Linked DNA regions of Sus scrofa: regions 2 and 3 are each linked to region 1. The links are chromatin contacts, called in public Hi-C and HiChIP or PLAC-seq maps. All regions are on one chromosome and are shown on one strand. The core of a region is the stretch at or near the end of the contact, and the rest is flanking DNA. Distances in the headings are between cores, read along the strand shown.

The links. A called contact is a pair of places that touch in the nucleus more often than the background predicts. HiChIP or PLAC-seq counts read pairs in DNA pulled down with a chosen protein or histone mark.
Region 2: a contact with region 1 is called in a Hi-C map of embryonic fibroblasts, with 2.1 times the contacts expected there. The contact joins the promoter of KMT2A here to the promoter of ATP5L in region 1. A contact is called at or near these places in 6 of 47 Hi-C or Micro-C datasets (embryonic fibroblasts, epiblast stem cells, heart right ventricle and 2 more) and 2 of 2 datasets of contacts at active chromatin or transcription factors (alveolar macrophages and skeletal muscle).
Region 3: a contact with region 1 is called in an H3K27ac HiChIP or PLAC-seq map of alveolar macrophages. The contact joins the promoter of UBE4A here to the promoter of ATP5L in region 1. A contact is called at or near these places in 6 of 47 Hi-C or Micro-C datasets (embryonic fibroblasts, heart right ventricle, liver and 2 more) and 2 of 2 datasets of contacts at active chromatin or transcription factors (alveolar macrophages and skeletal muscle).

Annotation. Positions count from the first base shown.
Region 1 is chr9:45,705,008-45,707,707 of Sscrofa11.1, forward strand. ATP5L (ATP synthase, H+ transporting, mitochondrial Fo complex subunit G) reads left to right here and starts at 1,442. Exons shown (of 3, transcript NM_001244137.1): 1 at 1,442-1,777. The coding sequence starts at 1,726. LOC102167309 (a long non-coding RNA gene) reads right to left here and starts at 1,765. Exons shown (of 2, transcript XR_002335663.1): 1 at 1,634-1,765.
Region 2 is chr9:45,742,235-45,744,934 of Sscrofa11.1, forward strand. KMT2A (histone-lysine N-methyltransferase 2A) reads left to right here and starts at 1,332. Exons shown (of 37, transcript XM_021062912.1): 1 at 1,332-1,793. The coding sequence starts at 1,362.
Region 3 is chr9:45,659,777-45,662,476 of Sscrofa11.1, forward strand. UBE4A (ubiquitination factor E4A) reads left to right here and starts at 1,314. Exons shown (of 20, transcript NM_001244872.1): 1 at 1,314-1,387.

The DNA of each region.
Region 1 (2,700 bases), core at 192-2,691:
TAATTGTTGATTATCATGTTCCCCTTTCTTGCCTCTTGTTTCTGTACTCTCCTATGCAAGACCTCAACCCAGATTAACTAACCCAGCCATTCTCCCTGCTCCAATATTCCAGCTACAAACAACTATTGGAGAAAAATGACAGCCTTTAGAGTGGTGTGGCCATAAATGTGTCTCTAACATTACCCAACAACTCTGTGTGTCCTTAACTTAGCAGCTATTCCAAACTTAACCTCTTTCCTCAAATTCTCTCCCACGCTCCCATTTAACCCTTCACACTCAGGTGAACTTGCCTTCTATTTCAAAGACATCAGAATTTCCACTTTCAGACTTCTCTTTCATCATTCCATCTGTGGAAAAGGCCCCACCACTCCAGGGCTAATCCCAACAACCTTATCTCCTACCTCAGCAGGAATCTTGTCAGTCCCCTCTCTCTAGCTTCATCTCTCCCTTCAGTTTCACATCTCATTTGGTTTTCTGATTCATATTCCTTTATAGCCATATTTCTCACTCATCCACTCTGACTTCTGTCCTAATTGTTTGAAACTGATCTATGTTTCCATACTGCTAAATTAACATCCCCAGCCTTTCTTTGACTTCTCTAGAGTATCAGGCAACTGAATCACTCCTTCACTCAAAGGCTGATCTTGGCTTCTTGATATCACTCCTAATTTTTCATTCCACCTCTAACCATTCCATCAATCAAAGTTTTACTTCTGCTCAGGCTTCTTCCAGGTACATTACTTATTCTGTTTTTCTCATCAAATGCCACTTCCCTATATGTATCTTTTCCTCCAGTTATATTTAACTATAAAGTTTCAACTCTGTAGTACATAGGTGTTCTGTTATACATTAATTCAAGGACCTCCTTCTCTAGGAAGTCTTCCCAGATCAGCAAGACGCCTAATTCCATACTAATGCCTTTTCTTTGTTTACAATGCAACTTCTTCAGATCCCAACTCTGCTATATGAACATTTATCAATTCCAGTCTTAAATGGGGACGTTACCTGACACAGAGGCTTTCTTTAAATTCCAGAATGCCTAACAGACTGGAAGCCGTCAGTAAATGTGATTTTGTTCTTTATATCTGAACAGTTCCTTGTGGCTGGTTAGGGAATTAGATTCTAACCCTGATACAGGATGCAAGGGAGACGGGGATTACAAAAGATCAACTAGAGAAAAGCAATGGGCTGAGGCAGATGACAAGTTACGTAGCGCCCCCCCCCCCCCCCACTATACATGTTTGGCCTAGGACCCTCTGCCTTTGTAAGACGATCGTGTTGGCCTAGAAAAATCGCAACAGCGCCTTCCAGTCCTAACTTCCCACGTTGTCCCAGAAAAGCTGCAAAAGCACCCTACACAAAAAGTGGAGGTGGGAGCAGCAGGCTGCCCGGGACGCTCAGGGCACATGCGCCTTCCCGCCCCGCTCCTGTCTTCCGACTTCCCTGAGCGGCTGCCCCAAGAAATGCCTGTTTCTCTGCGGCAGAAATGTGTTGCTTTTTACCTGCTCTCTGATCTCATCTTCTCATACCCACTTTTCCCTCTTGTGAGTGAAGAAAATAAACTGACCCACTGGATTCCGAAGAGACAGTACACCTAAATATATTGGACAGGCGCAGAAAGAGGAGGCCTGACCTTGGAAGCGGAACGGGGTCCTGCCGCAGGTCCTTCCTGGCGGGTGACATTCAGCCAGCCAGTCGCAGCGACGGACTTTCACTCCTAGAACCATGGCCCAGTTTGTCCGTAACCTCGCGGAGAAGGCACCGGTCTTGGTTAACGGTGAGCGCGGCGTGAAGCCTGCCGACTGGGGTACCCGGGCGCGGGGTGCGGGGGAGAGGCCTGCGAGGGCCTGAGGGGAGGACGCGGGCTGCGGTCACGAGGGGCCGGCGGAGCTGTTGTGTGTGCCGCCTGAAGGAGGACTGGGGACAGAAGGCAGATTCGCGATTCTTTTCTAGCCTTTTGGCCAGGCCTGCGGCTTGGGTTCTCTCTACAATCTAGAAGTTCTGAATTTTGACCACGACGGGGAGGGGAGGGAGTGTGCAAGCAGCCGGGGGTTGCCCTGCAGCCGCCGCCATGACGCCCTTGGACCGCTCGGAAAAGGAGCAGGGAGGGGGATGGCTCTGTTAGGAGGGCGAGGGAGGTGAGGACAGAGACGTGTAGAAGTACAGACGTGCGGCCTCATCGGCTTTTCTGCTTCCGGTGGAGTATTTGGAAGGCTACAGAGCTTTTAAGGATGGGTGACCTTTGGAACGTTGCCTTTGCTTTATGCCTTGGCCAGGCTCCGAGGTATTTTGTCTTTAATCTAAGTGAGTTTTCAGATGAAGTTGAACTTTACGGACGAATGTCCCTGCCTTGGTAAGTATAGGAAGGGATATGTGTAAATAGTAATCCTTATTATCATAGTTCAGCGTCCGTGGGGATTTTCCGTTTGGAAAAGCATCGCTGGTCGAACGCTGTGTTTCGGAACAGGTGAATAGTCACAGCCCAGAGTAGTAGTCTTAAGTGAGTAAATGTTTCAGTTGTCTGCTGGGTATCAAGCTATTCATTTTATTCCCAAAATGAGATCAGTTAAATTAACGGAAGCCTTTCCATTAGATGTGCTATATTCTAAGTAAGTGGTTGAAGCGCAGATCTCTAAATAGCTTTCGGTCAGATTTGATTAGAAAAGTAAATAGAAATTTTTTTAATATGTATAATATTTC
Region 2 (2,700 bases), core at 82-2,581, 37 kb after region 1:
CCGGGGGCCTGCAGGCTGTGTATCGATCCCCCAGTCTCAGCCAACGCAAGTTCTCCCGGTACAAACCCCTCCCTTCCTTCTGTGCTTTCCCAGCCTTGCAGGCTTCTAACGCCTAGCTTGAGGCGCCCTCCCCTCTTTCCCGCAATAAAGTAAACCCGTGGATATTCATCTCCGGCCCTAACCCTCCTCCTTCCCCCTCCCCCCTCCGCCTACTAACCCCGCGCACACAGCTCGCCGCTGGCGGGCCCCTTCCACCCAGTGTATCATAATGCTCAACGCTCTTCTCCTCCCCCTCTCTTAATCAGAAACGTGCTCGCGAACCCCCCTCCCTCTGCGTGCATACATTAGGGTCTGCTTTGCATGCAGCGGCAGGCAGGGAAGGGAGGAAGAAGGGGCGGGGGCGCTTTTGCCCGCCTCTTCCCTCCAGGCCCCGCTAGCCACCCAGCTTCAGCCTCGTTGTAACGCCGCCTCGTTAGCGGAGCACGCCGTGGCCCCCATGCCCGGGCTGGCGAAACACAACGCAACTCTTTGCAAAAGGGCACGAAAGCCAGAGGTTCCTCAGCCCCGAGCGCATAATAGGGCAAGGAGGTGGCGGGAGCTGAATCTCTCCGGGTTTGCGTTTTGGAGAGAGCTCCAGCATGGAAATGGGAGGGGCTTTTTATTTTTTAAAGCGCATTCACTGAGGGCCTTTCTGTTTTGCATAGAGTAAACTGGACAATAATTCTGTCTTGCCTGTAAGCACAATAAGGGCTCTTTTATTCTAGAAGCGTTAAATCCAGGCTAACCATCTCGTATCCATGCCTCGAGGCGGAGAAGGCGCACTCGTCCCCGACCCGGCCGCCGCGTTAGACTGGAGGCTACTCTCCCGGGCGGTTCGATTCCCAGCGCATCCCGGGAACGTGTGTAATCAGCTTCTCGGCTCTTGAGGCTGCGGGCGGCCGGGATCCCTCCGCCTCCATCCTCCCCGTAGCCCTCGCCCCTCCCCCTCTCCCCGGAACCCGCGCTCCGCGTCGGGCTCCTGGGCTTCCTTCCCCCCTCCTTTTCCAGAGCAATGCCGCTCCCGGAGGGCGGGGCATGCAGTTATCCAGGTTGCGGGGCGGGAGGGCGGGCGGCAGGCGGCGGCCCGGGCCTCGGGATGGCGTAGCCGCGGCTCGGCGTTGGCAGCGCGGGCCTGAGCCCGCTATACAGCTTGCTGGGCCGGCTGGCGCGGCCCGGCGCTCGGCATAGCGGCCGCGGGGTGCAGGCGGCCGGGCGGCGCCGAGCGGGCCGGGCAGGTTCCGGGGCCCGCGCCCCCCCCTCCGCCTCCCCGCCCCCCTGTGTTGTCGCCTCTCCCTCTCGCTGCTTCACTTCACGGGGCGAACATGGCGCACAGCTGTCGGTGGCGCTTCCCCGCCCGACCCGGGACCACCTGGGGCGGCGGCGGCGGGGGGCGCCGGGGCCTAGGGGGCGCCCCGCGGCAACGCGTCCCGGCCCTGCTGCTTCCCCCCGGGCCCCCGGGCGGCGGCGGCGGCCCCGGGGCGCCCCCCTCCCCCCCGGCTGTGGCGGCCGCGGCGGCGGCGGCGGGAAGCGGCGGGGCTGGGGTTCCAGGGGGAGCGGCCGCCGCCTCAGCAGCCTCCTCGTCGTCCGCCTCGTCTTCGTCTTCGTCATCGTCCTCAGCCTCCTCTGGGCCGGCCCTGCTCCGGGTGGGCCCGGGCTTCGACGCGGCGCTGCAGGTCTCGGCCGCCATCGGCACCAACCTGCGCCGGTTCCGGGCCGTGTTTGGGGAGAGCGGCGGGGGAGGCGGCAGCGGAGAGGTAAGGGGGCGAGGAACCCCCAGGTCCGGGGTCTCGACCCTCTGCTGAGCCCCCTCCCCTCCCCCATCCGGGATTGTGGAGCATCCCAATTCGGGGACCATCCTGGGGTCCCTGACCCGGGGCAGATGGCCCTCCCATTTCGGGGCCCCCATATAGGGGTGCGGGCCCCTAGGCGCCCCCACCCCGGGATTCCGACCCATCAGGCCGAGCGCGTTTGCCTCCCACCCTCGTTCCTCTGACCCTTCCCCAAATCCCTTGGCACAGACCCCTCTCCCGGGTTTCCCATCCCGGGACTGAACCCCTCCTCCCTTTCACAGATTACCTCATCCGAGCAAGATTCCTCCCTCCCTCCCTCCTTCCTAGAGACTTGATCCCGCCACATCCCCGCCTCCCTCTCTAGGCAGATGTTTTACTCCTGGGCAGTTTTCCTCTTGGGCATCTCTCTGGTGATGGCCTCATCCAGAGCCACATTCTTCTCCTACCCTTGGGGACCGATGTCCCTTCCAGCACCTTGCTTCCGAAAACCTGATGAACCCTCGCCCAGTCCCCAGGCCAGGTCCCTACACTACCAGCCACTCCCCCTTCCTTCACTTCCACCCTCAACCCCTACCCCCTGCAGATAGATCCTCCCGTCATCCCGCCTTACCCCACCGGGGAAAATCTACTTTCCTCTCCACCTTGCCTCCCTTCACCTCCTTTTCCTTTGAAGGTAACGGTGAGCTCCTCATACAGCAGTGTTCCCCCATCTTAGAGCTGCAGTTTCTAGCCTTTTGGTAGCAGGGGATTACTCTACCTTCACGCCATCCTTTCCCTCCTTTAGAATGAAGGATTAGTGGCATCTTTGAGGGAAAAATAGTCCACTGTCCCCTAGGCGCAGAGAAGAGCAGCTTTCTACCATTTCCCCTGG
Region 3 (2,700 bases), core at 64-2,563, 45 kb before region 1:
CTACTGACATTGAGCATCTTTTCATGTGCTTATTGGCCATTTGCACATTTTCTTTTTTCTTTTTTTTTGGGGGGGGGGGAGGGCTCACTCAGGCATATACAGTTTCCCAGGCTAGGTGTCCAATAGGAGCCACAGCCATAGAAACACCACAGCAACACGAGATTGGAGCTCTAAGTATGTCTGTGACCTACACCACCCACAGCTCATGGCAATGCAGGATCCTTAACCCAGTGAGCAAGGCCAGGGATCGAACCCACAGCCTCATGGTTCCTAGTCAGATTCGTCTCCACTGCGCCATGAGGGGAACTCCTTTTTGTACGTTTTCTTTAGAGAAATGTTTATTCAAGTCCACTGTCCATTCTTTAATCCAGTCATTTGTGTTGGTTGTTGTTGAGTTACAGACTTTTTAAAATATATCTGGATGTTACTTCTTAATCAGATATGTAATTTACAAATATTTCTGTCACTCAATGAATTGTCTTTTTTTTTTTTTTTTTTTTGTCTTTTTTTGCTATTTCTTGGGCCGCTCTCACGGCATATGGAGGTTCCCAAGCTAGGGGTCGAATCGGAGCTGTAGCCGCCGGCCTACACCAGAGCCACAGCAACGCGGGATCCGCCGTATCTGCGACCTACACCACAGCTCACAGCAACGCCGGACCCTTAACCCACTGAGCAAGGGCAGGGACCGAAGCCGCAACCTCATGGTTCCTAGTCGGATTCGTTAACCACTGCGCCACGACGGGAACTCCTGAATTGTCTTTTCATTTGCACTCTTAAAAAATATGCCGCTTCCTTTGCCTTTGTGTACCTCGAGGCAACCTTGAGGATGTATATCGTCTCCACTTTACAAGAACACATTGCCTGGCACCTAAAAAGAATTCACAACTTTCAGTTACTGTTATTACTACTGTTAACTGCTTCACAGATAATAATTTATAAAAAGTACAGAAGCTGCTTCAAAAAAGCCTAAGGCTAATGGGAAAAATAGAAAGAAGCCCACAGTGGCCTAGAGCAGAGCCAGGGTTTACCAAGTCATATCTGTCACCCATACACGGATTTCGGAGACCCGTCTCATACTCCGTGAAGCTTCAAAACACCTGCCTTGCAGCTCACCCATAAGCCTGCCACTACCCGCCGGACACCGCCCTAACGCCACTTCCGGCTACTTCCGCTCCGCCCCAGCCAGCCAGCGCATGCGTCGTGGGGATGTTTGCGCGCCCGCTCCCAACGCAGAGCGACACACCCAGTTTCCGGCGCCTAGACGAGATTCCTCAAGGCACGGCGCCTAGTCATGATGTAAGTTCCGGTTGCGGTGCTGAGTCGGAAGTGGGAACCCTTCGGCCACTGAGACTCTGTCGTGTCGTCGCTGCTGGCCCTTCTGGCTCTGGTAAGAGACAAAATAGCTGGAGGGGAGGGGAACCTTTGAGGCTGCAGAGGAATTTTTTCCTTCTAGTCGAATGCCAGTCCAAACCTCTGCACTGTTAGCTCTTTCAAATTCTTTTTACCTGTGCTTTCCTGACCACTGGCTTTCTCCTCCATGAACTTCGACCCTGACTGTTTTGGGAACCCCTTACAGTGCTCTAGCTTCTGGCCTCTCTGGCCCCCTTGGCCATTCTCTTCCTGGAAAAGCCAGGAATCTTGGCCTTGCATTAATTTTGACTTTCTTTCTCTAGAACGTGCGCCCAGTGGGTGGGTCTCCCTCCATGCTGCGAATACCTTATGGAACCTGGAGGGATAAAATATAAAAAGTAGACAACAGATAGCCAAGTGCCAAAGAAGAGGAAATTAAGCACAGCCTACGGCTGTGTCATAGGCTGGTAATCAAACCAGTTGAATACATATGGCAGGGTATTGACATTTCTTAAGGCAAGCAATCATTTCACCTCTCAAAACTCTGCTGGCACTCTGCTTCTTGCTCCCTCAGCAGCTGGGTTTAGAAGGCACTTGCAAAATTGAGTAACTAGAGCTCAGGAGCTTATTTTTGATGGATCTTCTCCTTGGGATCAGTTTTTTGCTTCCAGAACAAGAAAATGTTTAGTCTCACTCGCATGGACCATTTTGGTCTCACATGGGAGCCCTTCTGAGATAAAATGGGCCCCAGGAGGGAGTACTGTCTGCTTTGCTACTTGATGAGCTCCTTCTAGCTTGCCGATGTGACTGATGTGACCAAAGGATCTGTTTCCACAGTAGAGGCCTGAAAGGGTAATTGGAGGGGGAACATGTGATGAAATATTTTTTTAATTCCTTTTTTGGTTTGACCTCACCAGGAAACTTAGACCTTATGGAGTATGATTTAATAAAGTTTGATTTTGAGAATCCCAGTTTTGTGAAGTATTCCGAGTATTTCTGTTTAAAAGCAATATCAAGTCCGATGTTAAAACGTGCGCTCATCTCTTTAAAAGCTGTCAGTGGCCCTTAAGGGATAGCAGTATTGCTTATAAACAAAAGATTGAATCAGGGGAGAGTGAAAGGATTTTGTAGGACTGGGCTAGACAGCTATTACAGACTCTTGGAGCACATGTATCAGAGGGAAACATGTTTTTAAAGAGGACGGATTTAGGGAGTTCCGGTCATGGCTCAGCAGAAACGAATCTGACTAGTATCCACGAAGACACAGGTTCGATCCCTGGCCTCCCTCAGTGGGCTAAGGATCTGGCATTGTTGTGGCTGTGTCGTAGGCTGGCAGCTACAGCTCCGATA